2 separate regions of the Gossypium hirsutum genome follow, and region 2 is linked to region 1. The links are chromatin contacts, called in public Hi-C maps. All regions are on one chromosome and are shown on one strand. Each heading gives the region's core, a stretch centred on a gene start, on an enhancer-like site or on the middle of the called end of the contact. The rest is flanking DNA. Distances are from core to core; before and after follow the strand shown.

Region 1 (2,700 bases), core at 104-2,603:
GGAGAATGTCAGAGCAATGTCTTGCTTGATGACAACCATTTTATAACAACCTTGCCACTTGCTCGACCACATACTCACCATGTCCCAGAATTGTTAGCAATGTGGCATTATTAGGTGGGAGACCTTTCTCCTATAAATACCCTAAAGAGCGATGAATAAAGGATCAGATCTTAAACCCTCTTACTAGTCCTCAACCTCAGTCTTCTTCAGCATAATACCCATTTTCTACCTTTTGTACTTTTCTGGCTCTCCATTTTATTAGGTGAATTGACCTCCTATATACCACTACCTTCTCCTCATTATCTTCTTCATTGTTGATACCCATTATCAATAAATTTCGTACATGTATTGTTATTATTATTAGTTTCAAATATTATATTTTATTATTTATTGTATTTTAATTAAGAGCCATGATAAAAAGGATAAGTTTGAAGGGGAATAGAAAAAGAAAAAAAAGGTAAAATTTTGTAGAAGGGAAATAAAATTTGAAATAAAAAATTTGTAGAAGGGAGATAAAATTAAAAAAAAAAAGAAGAGGCATAAAAGAAGGTTACATACAATTTTTTACCATAAGTTTTTTAAATTGTAACTAAAAAAGCATCCAGTTGCACTTTGTTTCAACTATTGTTCAAACATATAACTTGGTTGGCTGTACAATGGTTTTGTTTTAACAAAAATTGGAATAGAATCGAAAGGAACAAAATAAATGCAAAACATGGCAAGGAGTAAAGTAAGGAGATAATTAACATACAATATTTGTTAACGCAGTTTCTGATTCTACTTTGTGGAGCCTCGCTTAGTAAATGATTTTATTCAATAATCATCTGAATCACCTATTGGCTTAAGTCTAATCTACCCATACACAAATATGTAATTGTAGCACCAACTCCAACCCCAATTATTACAAATGGATCACCCAAATACCTCACAATGCAATAGAAAACCTATCCAAATAATACCTAAAAAAGTATCCACCAACAATGCGATACAAACAACCTATTATAAGTCTTTTCAAGTGATCACCAACAATATTCTAGTAAGCTTTAAACATAAGGTTAAAGATAATATAAGTATCCACCAAAGTTTAAACTCCTCTCTTTCCTTTTCAAGATTAATTTAACAGAGGATGATCATTAGCTATTGAAAGTTAAATATGCAAACACTCAAAATTTTAATTGCTAAAAAAAAAAATTGTTCTAACATGAAATGAGACAAGGAAGTTTAAATTTCCAATTTTATCTAAGGTGAAGTAAATTTTATTTTGTAGTAAATTTAAGCACCAGGCCTTGAATGAGCAACCTTATTTGAAAAAGTTGAAATCATTGACTAAATTAGTTTATTGGTTTTGGAAGTATAAGCCAATTAATTATTCAAGAGTGGCAATAAACAATACCATGCAGTCCATGCTACTATAAACTTACAGAAATCTAACCTATTGAATGTGAAATTAAATTGACAATATTTAATTTCAAATTTAGCTACTTGTTGAGCAGGTTCAAGTATAAGTTTGGCGATGGTGTGGGTTCTTCAAACCTGGGTTACTCCTCAATTTGCATCCAGAGATTTGTGAATGTGATGGCTCCGTACTCATCCCAAAGACTTTTCAGGTTGGTGTAGTTTAAACAACTTATTATTCCTTTTTTTATTGCGTGTTGACCATGTCCTCTTTTAGATCATCCCAACCCAAACTTTCTCTTCACCAATAAGGCATTATGGTGAAGAAAGATCGTCACTTTGCTTTACATGATCCACACTTCCGTCATTTTGGTCTGAATCGCCGTCTTGGAATGGCTGATTGATGTTCACACTATTTCTGACCCACTAATTTGTAGGGCCAACAACTGAACGACGCCGTCTCTGACCTTCTTTGCACTTCATCTTCCTCCTTGCATCCTTTGCCTTCCTTGATAGTTAAATGTAACCATCACTTAAATTTTACAGTCAGTCATCCGTGTTTTATACTCTTTTACAATGTCATCCAAAAAATCCAAAATATCCACCACGTGTCTTCTCAATCAACCTCCACAACTTCCATGGTCGCTAATGCCTGCCTTTCCTCTGTTGGGGTCCCACTTTCTCTCCAATCCCAGAGGAGATCCCTTCGAATCTTCTTCTTTCTCCTTGCTTCTCATATCTGCTTTCCTTTCCTTTCCCCTTACTACAAAACCAAAACCAAACAAAAGAGAAAATAAAATTCATAGTAAAGGGAAATGAGAGCTTTGAATTCGAGATTTGTTCTTATTGACATCACCAACAACGCCGCTTCATGGCGCTACCGTCAGAGGCATTCCCACTTCATCACGTCCGCGCGCGGCGGAGCTCATCAAAGACCATATATGCCGCCTTTGAAGCAATCTCAAGCCTCTGTTCTCCGGACCCCACAGATCCGTAAACCCTCCGATCGAACTACGTCCTCCAATGGGTCGTCGTTGGATTGCCCGAACCCAGCTTCGACTTCCCGGATGGAGTCATGTACGGAGCTCGATTTGTTCCTCGAGATGTTGCCGTCGAGGATGAGGAGTGAGCTTAACGGGCATGAAGAGATTGGGGAGTTGATTGAGGTGGTTATGGATTTGGGGAGGAAACCTCTCGCTAGGTTTCCTTCGGGGGATTGGGTTATTTCGGAACAACCTGTTAAGCATGAAGATTTAAAGCATGCAACATCTAAGGTAATTTTAAGTGAATTACTCATGATCACGT
Region 2 (2,700 bases), core at 80-2,579, 180 kb before region 1:
TTACATAAGAAATGACTCCTCAATAACGAGGCAAATGCAAAATTGCGGACATGAAAGCATACACAAAAAGACAATAAATGATTTTCACATATAATACACGTGCTAAGGCACATAGGTTTCATCAAATTGGACCACCCAACGAAAAGATGATCTTTTCATTATTCCAAAAATCAACATCTTTCGTGATTTCAGTGTGCAGTTCCAGCTTAGAACCAATGATGAGTTACATCTCCTGATCCTAAGATCGACTAGAAAACTCATTGGACGAATACCTATTGGATGAATACTGAAGATCAGCTAGACTTAGGATAATCAAGTAGCATCCTTTTCGTATGAATGACCAATCATTTCATCTAAAAAACCACAAAATCCAATTTACTTCAGCAACTTAAAACATAAAGTCATTCTACACCATATAATGACCTAGATCCTTTTACAATGAACTTTAGATTCACAAGATGCCATGTTTAAGGGTGACTACATGAACCGATGGGTTCGCCTCAATGATCTTTTTATTTGCTAAAATAGAGCCAATCCCCATTGTTAGATGCCACTCTTAAGGGCAGCCGAATTAACCAACAGGTTCTCCTAGATGATCTTTAATGTAATTACATAACTTATCTTCCTAATCAAACCATTCCAATTATAAAATATTGAATTCCCTCAAAAACTATGACATGATTAATCTATATAGATAAAGTTCCATTAGAAAGAAAAAAAAAAAACCCAAGAATTTTTTACCTTAGCAGAACCCATGTCATTTCTCTTAGCGGCTTCTCGAATTGCCTTCTGTACACCTTTCTCCTCTCTCTGAATATCTAATACAAAATCCACATAAAAATCCCATAAATTTTCTTATAAAAAAACCCCCTTATTTTAAACCTGAATTCTCACATACCCATTAACTGAAAGATTCAAAATTACCACTAAAAAGCAATCATCAATTTCTTTTTTCCAAACAATGAAGGGAAAAAGATGGAAATATCTTGCCTCTAATTTGGCGTTCAATGTTACGGCACTCTTGACGAAGCTTTCTTTGCCAATCTCTTAGTGGTTGTTGTGGATTCGGCTTGGGTTTCAACATATTCTTAAATTTATCCATCTTTACCTTTTCTTTCTCTAAATTAGTCCCTTTTCCTTTCCCTCTCTTCGTAACTTAAAAAAATGGTGAGAAAATTTTGCTAGGAAAGCTTGAGCTTTTAGATCTTTCTATGGAATGGAGCAAAGAAAATGGCTTAGAATCAAAGCTTTCCTGTTTTTCTTTTCTTTTCTTTTTTGCCTCAATTTTCTTTTGCCGTGTTTCGTTTCGGAATCTTTTACCTTTCCCTTTTCCTTTTATATTTTCCGGGAAAATACGTGTTATAGAACAGTCTGCAGCGTACTTAGCAACACGACGTCGTTTCGCCCACCGCGTTAACATTTCCTTCTCGTATTTTTAATTTTATTATTTTATTATAAATTTGAATTAATGTAAACTAATTTATCACAATTTGTATGACAAAATTTATTTCAAACGACAAATCGTGATTAATTAATTTTTTTTATACAATATCTAAAATTAGGTACAGTCTCTCTTTAATTATAAATAGGAGGATAATATATTTCAGTACACTCGAACTTACGTGTTCCTATGTTAGCAATAATTCTCATATCTATCAAATTAAGACTTAATCGAAAATTATAATGTCATTAAAATACAGAAAATCTAAAACATAAGTAATTTTATGATTGTAATCAAAATAACAATTATTTTATATAAAATTTTAATAAATATATTTATTACATAATTTATCACAAACTCATAAAATTCATATTTTTTTTACTTACATTAATAACTATAACAATAAACAAATTAGCTCATGGGAATTTAATATTTAACTTGTTTATACTTTACTTTTTTTATACAATTTTTAGAACTAAAACTATCTATAGTCGCTCCAATTAGAAGAATAATACGTTTTAATACACTCAAAACTTAAATTTTCTTACACTAACAACAAATAAATGATACAAGGCTCCAACTCTGATTTTTTTTTCCACCTAACAACAGTTTTTTGCTTGATTTGTGCCTATTTTCTTGATGGTTGTATTTAAAAGTTATTTCATTAAAAAAAGAAGCAAACATTAAATTAAAAATGAATATGAAGTCATGGATGAAGAATTAACTTGCTAACAGCTTATGCTAAGACTTAGTGATTAAAGCTTCCTTTTGACACTCCATATAATAAACAAAAATTGCTAACACTTTATATCATCATCAACCTTAAACCAATTGAATTGAAAATACAACCAGTTCAACCTTCAGTTCAGTTCTGGGATCCATGCTCATCACAATGCCAACCAAAAAGTAAATACTATGATGCGTTGGACATGAGTAGGACAATATGATTTTCCAAGAAGCTTCCTAACATATTTATATCTGGAAAAAATCCCCTTGTCGAACACATTTTGAACAATGGTACGTAGTTAGGATCCTCTAAATAGAAAAAAAAATATCATCATACACGTGTAAGACAGATATCCGTATCCAACATCCTGGAATGACATTCACAATGTGTGTTACATAAATCTAAGGAGGCAAACACAATCTAGGCTTGGAACTGCCACTCTCAATCTTGAATATCAATGGAGGTAATCCAAATCTATAAATTTGTAAGACCCAAAAAAGAAAAAGAAAAAACTTCTCCAATTGTCTACCAA

The links. Hi-C and Micro-C count contacts between places; a contact is called where the count stands out from the background.
Region 2: a Hi-C map of leaf shows a contact between it and region 1, with 2.3 times the contacts expected there. The contact joins the promoter of LOC107934530 here to the promoter of LOC107939273 in region 1. A contact is called at or near these places in 13 of 34 Hi-C or Micro-C datasets (callus, hypocotyl, leaf and 2 more).

What each region holds. Positions count from the first base shown.
Region 1 is chrA10:110,258,792-110,261,491 of Gossypium_hirsutum_v2.1, reverse strand. LOC107939273 (protein SEEDLING PLASTID DEVELOPMENT 1) reads left to right here and starts at 1,353. Exons shown (of 9, transcript XM_016872576.2): 1 at 1,353-2,669. The coding sequence starts at 2,211.
Region 2 is chrA10:110,438,780-110,441,479 of Gossypium_hirsutum_v2.1, reverse strand. It overlaps LOC107934530 (vacuolar protein sorting-associated protein 24 homolog 1), which reads right to left and starts at 1,329. Exons shown (of 6, transcript XM_016866979.2): 1 at 991-1,329; 2 at 742-818. The coding sequence starts at 1,102. It overlaps LOC107934552, which reads right to left. Exons shown (of 5, transcript XM_016867003.2): 5 at 2,482-2,700.